2 separate regions of the Sus scrofa genome follow, and region 2 is linked to region 1. A link is a contact called in public HiChIP or PLAC-seq data. All regions are on one chromosome and are shown on one strand. Each heading gives the region's core, a stretch centred on a gene start, on an enhancer-like site or on the middle of the called end of the contact. The rest is flanking DNA. Distances are from core to core; before and after follow the strand shown. Region 1 overlaps LOC106506085 (a long non-coding RNA gene). Region 2 overlaps LIPA (lipase A, lysosomal acid type).

Region 1 (7,180 bases), core at 4,653-7,152:
AGACATTTATTGATAAATAATTCTGGTTGTCCATTCTCTTAGGGTTTTGTGAATAATATATAGCATTGTGATCAGTGCTCAAGATGCCATGTCTTAGGAATTCAAACTCAACTTCTTTGCACAAGGTACCATTCTGGATATCTCACATTCTTCATTTAATTTTTATTGCACCTACAGATATGAGTGTAGATATTTATTCCCATTATACAGATAAGAAAACTGAAGGTATTGAGAATGTCTGGTCTACCTAGAATGCTACTCCAAATCCAAGACTCTTCCATCATACCAGTGACCCTCAGAGATTATCTTCTGAGAGACTGTCACTGCTGAGAAATCTAGAAGACAGGAAGCCCCCTGCTGTGTTCACCAAGGCACCAACCTATCCCCATAAATCAGTAGATGTTGGGCTTAGAAGAAACAGGTGTGGAAAAAGGACTATGAACAGAGAGAACTTGCCAAGCATTTCTGTTCATTTCTACTGAGGATGAGGTCTGGGCAAACAAAATCCCAATCCAAGTTTTTGTTTGTTTGTGTTTTTCCTGAATCAGACATGATTTTAACTACCTTGATACAGGGGAATTTAACAATCCTTTTTCTTCTGTACAAAATGTTGATAAGAAAGAACAAACCATGGGGGCCCTTTTGTCCTGTGATCTTGACCTTGGAATTGCCAATTGCTCAAGAATGTTTTCATATTTCTTTTTCACAAGCTCTGTTGGAACTTAAGAGAGAAGAAATGAAGTTCTGTAAACAAAGTTCAGAAAGACGCCCTTTGGTTCCAGGAAAGGATTCACTTTGGCTCTACTCTTGATCTGGGTTGAATTGGCAGCTGCATCGTCTTCTCTGGGAACCCCCAAGTAGCTTGGAGAACTGATGTTGCATAAAAGAGTAATAGCTGTCATTTGAAATAATTAATGTGTGGGTTCCTCCGGTGGTACAGTGAGAAGCAAAATATTTATTAAAGACTGGCTTGTATATGTAAGGAAAAACTAGACCCTGGAGACAGTCACAAAAAAAAAAAAAAAAAAAAAAAAAAAAAGGAAGAGTAGGGACCTCAAGTCTCCTCCTATTAGAGAAAGTAGGGAAAAAAGTCTATTGGAATGACAGATATATTTCGTTTTTTTGTGCCTTTTTCTTTAAATCAAAAACTGGAAAGAAGACTAGCAGGACCACTTAGGTATGTACATTTTGCCCTTGTCTCTCTCCTTAGCTTTTAGAACCTTAACCCTAACTGCTATTCCCACTTCCAAAGATCACTCTGCATAAATTGATGTATTTAACTGTCTGTATCTAATGAACCTTTTCTCTATCTTCTTTTTCTCTTAGATTTGAATTGAGCAATGGCTAGACTTTGTTTGAGGGGTCAGCCTTCAAGAGGCTTTTCATTTCCTTTTAGACTCCACGACTAACCTCTGAATAACTACCATAAAAGCTGATGCCAAAAAGATTTCTTAGGGTGGGGTCTTGGTTTCTGAATCTTAAGTCCAGCCTATCATTTGACAAAAAAATTTCCTGGTTTGTGCATTAGCTTATGTTTCGTTCTCCTTTGCAAAATAATTAAGTAGTTCAAATCGAGCTAATTGAAGTACATCTGGGGAGTAGCTGCCCCCCAAACCAATAACTGCTCACTGAGTAAATAAATGGTTCTGTCTCTGGATCTGGGAATGAAGGCTTGACACTGACCCTTCCTTGCCTGGTCCAAAACTCACATACAGTACCAGGATCTCTGGTTATTTTCAGCATGCGTATTCCTCTGAAATTTTTTGAATGGAAAGATGAGGTTAATGAATATGCACCTAGTTCATAAGAGAGGTTGCAAGCTAACAATCCATTGGCTGAATCCAGCCCCAAACACTTTTTATTTGAGTCTTTTTAAATTTTTTCATTAACATTTAGGAGTTGGGAGATTTTATCTAAAAACATAGATTCTACACTTCTTGCACTAGATCTACATTTCTCCATAGCATGTCACGGTGGATCAGAGTATCAGCTACCTGTTTTAGACAAGGCATGAGCCCTACTCTTTACTACAGTACATGTCTGACCTAAGAGGAATTGCCTTTAAAGAGTTTATTTGCCCGGTTACTTTTCAAATATATAGTAAACACGTATTTCCCTGTATTACACATTTAGACTGAGAGCTGCATAATTTTAGAAAAAATGGAAGTCAGCATGTGTTTTTCTTTTAATAGGAAAAACAAATTTTTTTTTTTCAGAAATGTAATCATCTTTCATTTGCCTGGCCCCTTTGGGTGTCTGAATTTACAACTCTTGCCTAACCATCTTTTTTCTGTGATGGAGAGTCTCTGCTTTTTGTTTTGTGGAGCTGTACAATAATAACCAGACTAGAGAGAGAGAACTATTGTGATCTGCGAAATAAATCCCTACTATTTTTATTTTTCCTATAAATGTTTATCTGAATAGTGGTCAAGTCAGATAGATTATAAACTCATCAGAGACTGCTGATGTGGGGGCAAAAATCAAGGAGATGGAGTCATAGCTGGGACATGAATGAAGCCAGTCCATGGGGTGAGGACCTGAGATCACATGTGGGGCTGAGCCAAGTTGGAAGCAGGCAGGAAGCCCAGAACTGGAGCTCCAAGATTAGATAACTACCAACAGGGCCAAGTCAAAAACTTACTGGAAAAGCCAGGTCAGAGCTCAGGAAACTCCAAGAGGAAAACATATTTGGAACCTGTGTCCTGCCTAGGTTTTAAGGCTTCAGCACATATAGAAACTTGAGGCCAAATTGGGTTATTTTTAATCTTTTTTAAAAAAATCATATTCTAAAACTCTTCCACCAGGTAACTTATTGACATAGAAATGATTTCTTTTTTTGTTTGTTTTTTGTTTTTGTTTTTTGCAGCTACTGCCCTATGCCATAGCCACGACAAGCCACATCTCATGGCAGCTCATGGCAACACTGGATCCTTAACCCTCTGAGTGAGGCCCAGGATAGAATTTGCATCCTCATGGCTCGCTACTAGTCAGGTTCCTGAGTCACAATGGGAACTTCCTAGAAATGATATTTCTTTAGCAACTTTTCTTAACATATACATTTTATTACTGTGGAATGCATACAAATGTGAAGCTTAAGGATTTTTAAAATAAGTGAACATCACATGTCATCAGCACCCAGATAAAAAATAAAACATTCCCAATACTCATGCCTTAGGAAGCATTATCTTTCTAAGAAAACTACTATCGTGTATATAATACATAGCTGAATTTTTTTCCCTAATTTTATGTAGCTGGAATGCAATGCAGTATATACCAGCTCTTTAGATTTCAATATTGTATTTGTGGAAATCACACACTGTTGCAAGCAGAATTATTTTGTTGCTATTGCGTGAAAATGGCACCATAATTTTTTTTTTTTTTTTTTTTTTTGGCCATTTCTTGGGCTGTTCCCTTGGCATATGGAGGTTCCCAGGCTAGGGGTCGAACTGGAGCTGTAGCCACCGGCCTACACCAGAGCCACAGCAATGCGGGATCTGAGCCTCGTCTGCGACCTACACCACAGCTCATGGCAACGCCGGATTGTCAACCCTCTGAGCAAGGCCAGGGATCGAACCCGCAACCTCATGGTTCCTGGTCAGATTCGTTAACCACTGTGCCACGACAGGAACTCCGAAAATGGCACCACAATTTTTCTATTCATTTTACTCTTGATGTACATTTGATTTGGTTTCAATTTGAGGCTATTATAAATAATTCTGTTGTGCATATTTTGCTACACATTTTATGGTGACTAGCTGTATGCATTTCTTCACAAATTTGTGTACTTTCACAAATGAAATTGCTGGGTCATAAAGAACACTCATGTTCAATTTTGCTAGATACTGCTAAATAGTTAAGGAGTACGCCAAAGTGTCTATACCAACATGGGCTCTGATCACAGGGGCAGGAGCGTGTGGCTGACCCATGATATCACCAGTGTGTGAAATTACTTATCTTTTTCATTTTAGCCTTTCATGTAATGGTGAACTGCTATTGAAATTGTTTTGAGTTAGCATTACCTTAATAACCTGTAAAGTTGAGTACCTTTTCTTATGTTGATTGTCCTTTTGAATATCTCCTTTGTCTATTTTTTCCTATTGCATTGTTTGATTTTTTTTTTCCTTTTTACGAGCTTTAAAGATATATATATTCGGTATGTGAACCCTTTTGAGACATGTTTTGCATATGTCCTCTCCCATTCTGTAGTGATGTCTTTTGATGAAGAGCTATCTTTAATTAAAATATACAGTTCAATGCATCCTTTTTCTGGTTAGTGCTTTCTAGTGTATGAGGAAATCTTTGTCTACTTCGAAGTCATGAAGACATTCTTCTGTTCTTTAATCTAGATGCTTTGTTATTTTATTTGTCATAACATCGGTCTCTCTGGAATTAATTTGGTTTACAGTGAGACATAGAGGTGAAGTTTTTTTTCGTAAGCGTGTCCACTTGACACAGCCTCATTTTTCAAGACTGACATTTCCCTACTGCACTTAAGTAATCAAAGAGCCGTATGTGGTTCTGTTTCCGTACTCTGCTTTCTGTTCCATTGCTCTGGTTGTCTGTTCTTGTACCAGTGCCCCACTGAAACGGATTAACTGCTCAGTAGCAAGCCTTTTTATCTAGCAGTTTAAGACCTTCAGGCTTATGTTTCTTTTGCAATATCGACTTAGTTATTCTTGGGTCTTCTCATTTCTCATACAAATTATAGAGGCCTTAATTTCTTTTTTCCATTTTTTAAAGCTTTATTAAAGTATCGTTGATTTACCAGGTGATCATTTTTGCTGTACAACAAGGTGATTCAGCTATACATGTATGCACACATCCATTCTTTATCATATTCTTTTCCCACATAGACTATCGCAGAACATTGGGTAGAGCTCCCTGTACGACACAGCTCCTGTTGCCCACTTATTCCATATACCACCATGTGCATGGCATCTTATTAATTTCTACATGTACATAGGCAGAGACACACAAACTTCCTTGGAATTTGATTGGATGTGCATTAAATTTATAGAGCTATTTGAGGAGAAGTGATATTTTTACAATATTGAGTCTTTTTATCCATTAAAATGATTTCGGTACCTGTTTTATTAGGCTTTCTGCTTTCTCTCAAACTTGATTATATTTCTCAAAAAGACCACACATCATCTTTCTCAGGAGATTTTACTTTTTGTTTACCACTATTTTATTAATATGCACTTTTTCTGATTACGTAAATAATAATTGTTTAATGTACAAAATTTTTCAACTGCAAAGAGGAGAGAAAAATCAACAATTCATTCTTGATTTCAACCATCTGATATAATCACCATGAATATTTTGATGTCAATATCTTCCATATATGCTGTAAAATGAGGACCATACTGTATACAGTCTTTCATATCTTCCTTTGTCTCTTAACATATTTCAGAGATATTTTATCTCTTGAACAAATTTTCATGCAAACATGATTTAGAAAATACCTAAATAGTACTCTTCCAACATATTGGCATCAAATAAACTATTTAACAGAACCTGTATTATTGGTAATCAGATATTTTTCAGATTCTTTTTCTATTCTGAATCATATTGGAGCAAACATTCTGGTAAATAAATATTTGGTTTTATGCTCAGCTGTCAGGACTTTTTGAAACTGTTGGGGCCCCTCTCACCAGGCATCCCCTTGAGAATGAAATCATATTTAAACCCTACTCGACAATCTCTGATGCACCACCAGGTCCAAGGAAAGCAGCATGAATTGGGAGTCCAGTATTTTCTTAAGATCATCCAACTATTGGGTGATTATCCAAAATGCTTCATTGTGGGAGCAGAAACGTAGCTCTAAGCAGCCACAGCTGAGCTGCACCCTCTTTCAGGGGAAGGCTATGGTGCTGACAGGCAAAAACACATGATGCGTGAGGCCATTAAGGACATCTGGCAAACAACTCCTGCCCACTTCCTCTCTTCTCTCTGCCTTTCCTCCTTTCTCTGTGAGGAAAAGCAGTGGGGAGGGGAAAGGAAGTGAGCAAGCCAAAGGGTTGTGGGGCTGCTGTGGTCAAGTGTGTCTGGGCTTATATAGAATTTGGTGCTCATCTCTGTGGGAGTTTGTTTTGACCCTACAAATTGTTTTTCTGATGCCTCTCCTTCATGGCTGGGATGACATGGTCTATCATTTGTTCTGACATATTCTTCTGGGAGTGATTTATCACTTATCTATATCCCATTCTAAAACATTATTCCAGAAGTTCCCATGGTGGCTCAGCTGAAATGAATCTGACTAGTATCCATCCATGAGGATGGATTCCTGGCCTCACTCAGTGGGTTAAGGATCCGGCATCCGCTAGCCTGGGAATCTCCACATGTGGTGAAGCCTTAAAAAGACAGAAAGGGAAAAAAATATATGTGTGTGTGTGTGTGTGTGTGTGTGTGTGTGTGTGTATTCCGGAGGGCTTGCTTTATAGCTGAGGTCCCCTGATTTTAGGGAACCTGCATCTTTCATGCTACAGAGCAAGCAAATTTGCCATGGCCTTCCCAAGGGGACATTGTATCTATCTTCCAAGGCTGCTTGCTATATAAGCCTACTTGAAACGACAGCCAGAAACAAAGGACAGTTAGGAATTCTCTTGTGGTGCAGCAAGTTAAAGATTCAGTGTTATCACTGCAATGGCTTGGATTGCTGCTGTGGTGCAGGTTGGATTTTGGCCTGGGAATTTCCACACTCCCCCTAAAAGTTAATGCCTCATTCTCAAGACATGGAGAATCACAAGAGCCACATGAGAATTAGTTCTGCCTGGAAATCAAGGAGGGCTTCCTAGAGGAGTTGTCTAATTTTAAGAATAAATGTGCAAACTATTATGTTTAGAATGGATATGCAAAGAGGTCCTGCTTTATAGCAGAGGGATTCAATCACTTATGATTGAACATGATGGAAGATAATATGAGAAAAAGAATGTACATATATGTATGACTGGGTCACTTTGTGTATAGCAGAAATTGGCAGAACATTGCAAGTCAACTATACTTTAATAAAAACATTTTTTTAAAAGAAAAAAGAAAAGAATAAATAGGAGGTCACCAGCCGGAGACGTACCAGGAAAGACACCTTAGAGAGTGGAAATTGAGGGAGCAAAGACCTGGAGATGAAATGAGGAAAGTACCAGGACAATTTGCAATGACTAGAGACTAAAATATGGTTCTC
Region 2 (6,984 bases), core at 3,646-6,145, 170 kb before region 1:
TCAAAGCAAACTTAAAAGCCCTCTGTGTTAATGTGGGCTTTGTATCATTACCTGTTTCTCTTTTAATATAATCTGATTTATCTCTGTTTTTCTCCTAAATTCTAGCTATAATGGGGCTTTTGGTAAGGCTTAAGTGGTCCAGACAGCCAGTGCTCTTTGTGAAATTTACTTTCTAACTCTTGAGAGTTTTATGATACAAAGTGAGTAGTGAATTACAGTGAGGACTTCTATTTTTAATTCTGCTCAAGACACACAAAACATTTTATTTCGAAGTGAACATATGATCTTGATTTCAATTCCTTTTTTTTTGTTTTTTGTTTTTGTCTTTTTGCTATTTCTTTGGGCCACTTCTGCGGCATATGGAGGTTCCCAGGCTAGGGGTTGAATCAGAGCTGTAGCCACCGGCCTACGCCAGAGCCACAGCAACTCGTGATCCGAGCCGCATCTGCGACCTACACCACAGCTCACAGCAATGCCAGATCCTTAACCCACTGAGCAAGAGCAGGGACCGAACCCGCAACCTCATGGTTCCTAGTCGGATTCGTTAACCACTGTGCCACGATGGGAACTCCCAATTCCTTTTTTAAAAAAAGGAACTGTGTGCTGACTTCAGATCCCATATAAAAAAAAAATTATTAATAGTGCTTATCTTAAAAGTGGTTAGTTGACTATTATAATTAATTATGTGAGCCATTGTTAAAAGATGCAGGGGCCCTTGGTAAGAACATGCTTAGAGAATGTGCCTCTTCTTCTTTTTCCATATCCACCTCCAGGCTTCTGGCTCCTACAGCAGTTAAAGCCAGTAGTGCCACATGTCCTCCGTTGTGTATCTTGACCATTGCAGGTGAAGGTGCTGTGGCCTGGAAAGTGAGCAGCCTTCTTGATTTGCCCTCAGGTGGTAGAAGGAAGTCAGGAGACCTCAATGCATCTGCCCCATAAGTACTTCTGTGCTTTCACCTCTGCAGGCCTTGGATCCTTCATCTATAAAAACAGTCAATTGGCTGGGATGATCTCAGAGTTCCCCTTTAATTGCTTAATAGCATTAAGTCCCCATCTTCTTCCTCTGTTTTGCAGAGGCCTCCTGTAGAGAATCAAGGATATGTATGTACCACCTGCTGTGAGTGAGGCCAGTTTTAGAGGAAATCTGTGGCAAATAACTCTTATCTAAAGGAATTTGTGAAAACTGCAGAGGTGTTTCTCTGATGGTTTGCATTTCCGTGGTCCAAGGCAGAGCCTGGAGCTGAGGCTGTCTCTGCACTGTCCTTCATTCCTGTTCAGGAGCAGTGTTGTCAGTGGTGCTACTTTGGCTTATTGAAGCCAGACAAACGAAAAGAGTACACACAATCCTTCACACCCAACGTGGAACCCAGCTCATCCTTGCCACTTCCCCTCCTGACTTCCTCCTCTATTAATGACACCCTCCTCCTCCTAATGACCTGGACCAGATCTGCGCAGTCTCTCTTGACTCCCAACCTCAAGGAGCTGTCAGGTCCTCTCTAGTATCCCCATGGTCTATGACTTCAGTTCAGCCCTTTCTTCCCTTTGCCAGGCCACCACCCTACTTTATGCTCTGGTGACCATTTACCTGGTCATCTGAAATAAACTCAGAAGCTGAGAGAAAGGATTTTCAAAACAGGAATAAGAAAGTTCAGTCTGCTTATCTTTTAAGAAATTAATGCTTGTAAAATTTGCATAAGAAGATAATGCCAGATATCTGTACTATTTATAAGTCACTGCAAGATACATTAAAACTTTATTCATTTATCAAGGATGAGAAGAAACTATTCCTCTTGCCCTTTTTAGTGTCATTTTTCTCAGTTTTGTGTTCTACTGTGGTGCTGCAACCTCACCCCTGGGTTCAGAGATGCTAACAAAGGCATTCTTGTCTCTGAATAGTTGCTACATTGGAGTTTCTGTGAGGGAACTAGGCTGGGGACCTGCTATTCTGCCATCTCTATTATTTCTTTATCGGCACCACATTCCTTGTGGAACTCTAGTTTAAAGCTGCGTGCTAAGCATCCTTTTGTCCTGTCACAGGGGTCTCCTCTGATTGTACGTAGAGCCTCGCTTGAGTGTCACTGGAGGTTTTTTAATGATGGCAAGGCTAGGCCACATGGCTCCTCCACCCATGCCAATTGCTTTCCTTTCTGCCAGCCTCCCTCTTCTTGTCCGGCTCATGAAGTTTTGCAGGATTAAGCTTCTTAGAGCCCAGGTGTAATTCTATGATATTGCCACTCAGTGGTCTTCATGAGCCTAATCAATGAAGATAACACTCTTCCTCGCTGTTTTGTTCTAGCTGTTGTCTGTCCTGTTTACCCTCACTTTATACAGCAGTGGACCTTCGAAGTTCACCATGGATATGTGCAGAGAACTTCATGATTCCCCAAACTAGTGATTACAGTTAGAAGCCGTGAGGTCTGTGGTATCTTTTGTAGAATTGGATAGAATACCGTATTCTCCTCATATCCCTTTCACAAGCATGAGGAGTGCTTGAGAACCATGGTTGCCAGCTACCCGTACCCACCATTTAAGAAACATTTATTATTTCCCAACTGTCCAGGTTTAAATTGGTGCCATAGCCAAATCAGGAGTGGTATAACTGATGTTGTATCTGTTATGTTAATACATATCAAAGAACTACTCTTTGACATACTCAAATCCAAGTGAGTTATTTCCCTTTTGTTAAATTCTCCCTGGGCCTCAGCTGGTCACATGCCCCTCTGGAATGGTGCTCACTCTGGCCACCGTCTTTTTTTGGGGGGCTTTTCTGGGGCGGCTCCTGTGGCATATGGAGGTTCTCAGGCTAGGGGTGGAATCGGAGCTGTAGCCACCCACCTACGCCAGAGCCACAGCAACACAGGATCCGAGCCGCATCTGTGACCTACACCACAGCTCACAGCAACGCTGGGTCCTTAACCCACTGAGCAAGGGCAGGGACCGAACCCACAACCTCATGGTTCCTAGTCGGATTCGTTAACCACTGCACCACAGCGGGAACTCCTCTGGCCACCATCTTCATTGCTATACATTCTAAAAACAATCCTTTCCATCCTTCCAGCTTAACTGCCAACTTCCCCGTTCGCTTGTGCAGGAAGGAGATGCACTTCCTCAGAACTCCCAAATGCCTCGTCGCCTCGAGGTGCTTTTCTTACTCTGCGTTGGGGTTGACTTTGTGTACTCCTCTCTCCCCACCCTCCCTCTCTGCAGCCACTCTGATGGCAGAAGCTGCATCTTTGCCTGCTTTGTATTTCTCACAGCAACCAGCAGCAACATGCCTTCTGAGTGGCTGGCCTAAGTAAGAGTTATATGGGGCAGTCTTCAAAATTGGGATTCTAAAGTGGATGAAGGCAATGGATCCTCTCTCTGGTAAGAAAAAAAGAGAGAGAGGGAGGGGGTTGGGAAGGAGAGAGGAGGGGAGGAAGGGAGGGAGGAAGAAAGGAAGGGAGGAAGGAAGGGAGGGAGGGAGGGCACCTGGGCACACAAATATTTTATATTCAGCTGCCGAGAGCTTATGGACCCAGTAAAGAATCCCCTGATATAGATAATCATTTGCCTGTCTGGTCAGACCTCTACTAATTAGGCAGCTTGAAATGTGTATTTAGAAAACTCTTGGCAACGTATGGAGTAGATATATGTTTCTAAATGTTAACAAACTTATCTATCGAGTGTTGAGCTACCCCTCATTTGCACTAACTCCACAAGAGAATTGAAGTTCAGAATCTGTTGCTTAGGGAAGTGGTTATGTTTTTCATCTGCTCAGCCTGATTTCAGAAAGTCATGGGGTGGTAGCACTAGAAGCATCTGAGTCCTGCCAGGGCCAGGGATTTAGAGAGTTTGCTTTTTTCTTTTCTTTCTTTTTTTTTTTTTTCTTTTTAGGGCTGCACCTACAGCATATGGAAATTCCTAGGCTTGGGGCCGAATCAGAGCTGCAGCTGCTGGCTTACACCACACCCACAGCAACTCGGGATCTGAGCCACTTCTTTGACCTGTTCCACAGTTCATGGCAACACTGGGTCTTCAACCCACTGAGCGAGGCCAGGGATCGAACCCACATCCTCATGGATGCTTATCTGGTTTGTTACCACAATGGGAACTCCTGGAGAGCTTGCATTTTTAGCATAACTCCCCAGTGTATTCCAAGGTAAAATCCCTGGGTTTGGGAACCCATGTTCTAGAACAACACTCTCATTTTACTGGACCAGACAGTGAGACTCAAAGAGGGAAAGGGATTTACTTGAGGTCAAAGGATAGTGGCCCAGTCAGTCTGCCATCAGATTCACTGTTCTTTGCACTGGAGTATTCGATCTTACGTAATAAGTATTGAGCAAGCTATTAATTCTGTGATAGTAAGAATATTTATTTATTTGTCTAAAATAGGGAAATAAATAAAGGCCTTGCCTAAAATACATAAAGTACCAATGATCACTTACTTCTTGCCAAACCGGGAAATAAACTGTAAAATAAAGCAATTAGCAAATGAAGCACCGGTATTGGAATACTTATGTCTGAAGAGCATTGTGTGTTTGATGGTCCAATAAGTAAAGTGCATTTTAGGCTGTTAAGTAATTGCCTTCTTGCAGAAACAGGCTATTTGAACTTTGCCTTAGGAAAGAATCATCAGGGGTTGCCCAATGAACTTTTTGTGAGTCATATTTGAAAATCTACCACGTGGCTTGTGAGCTAGGTCTTTGGGGGAAAAGTCACTGGCCTGTGGTTTTAAAAAAACATTTTTTTTTTGATTGTATATTTTAGGATTCTGACCAATTTCTGGTTTTTCTCCTCTTCCCTTTTATGTGGTTCCTAGGGAAACCATTTCCTAAATGCAGAGGCCTTGATCAGCTTGGATATAATTCCTCGCCTCCCGAAGGCCCTGGACAGATGGGCTATTAAGCAGTGCCGGGCTTGCTTGGACCTTGATGGCACTCTGGGTAGGGAGCTGTGTTCAGACCCTCTGCCTAATGAGTACCACAAGGCAGTGTCCGCTTCACAGCACAATTTGTCTCCTAACTGCAGGTGAGGGCTGGAGCAAAGCGTCAGAGTGGAAAGGAAGAGAGCACTCTGCTCAGCACCCCTCCTTCCTCCAGGGCTCCTTCTCCTCCTGCTTGAGGGCTCTTCCCTGGTCTCTGTCCTCAGCCTCAAGGTTGCTTCAGGGAGGATTTCCCCAGCTGCCCACACTCAGACAGGCTCCTGGGTGCATATTCTCATAGCTCTCTATGCATTTACTTCATAGCAGTTAAGACAGTAAATAATAAGTTATTATGCTGGTGGTGAGGTCTGTAACCTTGGTTTTCCGCAGTGGGCCTTGAGCTTTCTTCCTGCCCAAGGCTTCAGTCTACCCGCTCCTATAGTCCCGGGACCTCCTGGGGATTGGGTTGGCCAAAGCTCTGCATGTTCCTTGTTCAAGAGCACTTTGAGGCTGGACACCCAGTGGTTAAATGGGAGCACGCTCACAGCATTGGCCTTGGGTTTAAGTCCTGGCTCTGCTACTTTAACTAGCTGCATGACCTCGACAGTGTACTTGAGCTCACTAAGTTTTAATTTCTTCATCTACTAAATGAGAAGAATAATACTTGCCACTTCATAGGTGGTTGTAAAAGTTAGATGAAATAAGGCTTGTAAAGTGTGGAAAGTGCTTGATTTTGATAACCTCAAGTGTACCAGCTTCCATTGCTTAAGTTTCTGGGGATAAATACTTAGGAGATAAGCCTCTCCTTATTTCTTCTTCATGTGCATGTAAGGTGGCTGAGGCTTCCCACTAATGTGACTTGTTTATGGTGTTTGGGGCTGGTTTTTGAGACCAATTCTTCAAACTAGACATAGACTACAAAAATTCACTCAATCGCCCCCTGCTTTGGATAAATGAAAGTCTATACTCAATAATTCTTGAGTAGGGGGCCCTAGAACTGCCTCCAGGGGTCTGTTGGATGCAGACCCAGGATCTCCACATTCGATGGGCCCGCCCAGCACTGCAGAGGACTGGACACACTCACCTTTCGATGGATCCACCTTGAACATGGCTATAGATGGGCTCTATCGCAAGAGGCAAGGGAACGTCTCAAAAATGATTTCCAGGCTCTGTCCCTGGAGTTCCCGGCTCCTTAAATCAGGACTAGGGCCAGAATTTTTTTTTTTTTTTTTTTTGTCTTTTTGCTATTTCTTTGGGCCGCTTCCGCGGCATATGGAGGTTCCCAGGCTAGGGGTCTAATCGGAGCCACCGGCCTACACCAGAGCCACAGCAACTCAGGATCTGAGCCACGTCTGCAACCTACACCACAGCTCACGGCAACGCCAGATCGTTAACCCACTGAGCAAGTGCAGGGACCGAACCCGCAACCTCATGGTTCCTAGTTGGATTTGTTAACCACTGCACCACGACGGGAACTCCTTTTTTTTTTTTTTTTTTTTTTTTTTTTTTTTTGGTCTTTATAGGGCCACACCTGCGGTATATGGAAGTTCTCAGGCTAGGGGTAGAATCGGAGCTACATCTGCCGGTCTATACTGCAGCCACAGCAACACTAGATCCAAGCCATGTCTGCGACCTATACCACAGCTCATGGCAACGCTGTATCCCCCACCCATTGAGAGAGGCCAGGGATAGAACCTGCAACCTCATGGATTCTAGTCTAATTTGTTATTGCTGAGCCACAACGGGAACTCCTGAGAAATGTGTAATTTTTTTAAGTGACCCTAGATGATTATGATATAGAGCCACTTTTGGGAAATAGTGCTTGGCTTGCTTTGAAGTGACTGGGTACAAACAGGGTATTTCTCAGCACTCTTCCTCTCCCCTGCCTCTTTATTTTTGAATGAAGTTTTCTTTAGAGTTGTGATTGCAAGCAAGGACTTTGGAATGAGGCTGACTTGGGTTCTAGTTCTGGCTCACTGCTAGGTGAGTGTTCTAGGGCAGGTCACTTAACCTCTCTTCAGACACCAGTCACCTCATCTTTAACATGGGGGTGGATCTTAATAGCTCTCTGGCAACAG

What was found. HiChIP or PLAC-seq counts read pairs in DNA pulled down with a chosen protein or histone mark.
Region 2: an H3K27ac HiChIP or PLAC-seq map of alveolar macrophages shows a contact between it and region 1. The contact joins two enhancer-like sites. A contact is called at or near these places in 2 of 47 Hi-C or Micro-C datasets (epiblast stem cells and fetal skeletal muscle) and 2 of 2 datasets of contacts at active chromatin or transcription factors (alveolar macrophages and skeletal muscle).

Annotation. Positions count from the first base shown.
Region 1 is chr14:100,979,428-100,986,607 of Sscrofa11.1, reverse strand. It overlaps LOC106506085 (a long non-coding RNA gene), which reads left to right. Exons shown (of 2, transcript XR_001301101.2): 1 at 1-125; 2 at 711-1,039. Among named protein-coding and RNA genes, the nearest start is that of FAS, 56 kb to the right of the region's middle. Within about 2 kb of position 5,902, at least 3 of the 83 cell types and tissues checked have an H3K27ac peak or open chromatin away from gene starts, as enhancers often do. A contact at or near this core is called in alveolar macrophages, where this site is marked.
Region 2 is chr14:101,150,497-101,157,480 of Sscrofa11.1, reverse strand. All of the region lies in intron 2 of LIPA (lipase A, lysosomal acid type), which reads left to right. Among named protein-coding and RNA genes, the nearest start is that of LIPA, 8.1 kb to the left of the region's middle. Within about 2 kb of position 4,895, at least 16 of the 83 cell types and tissues checked have an H3K27ac peak or open chromatin away from gene starts, as enhancers often do. A contact at or near this core is called in alveolar macrophages, where this site is marked.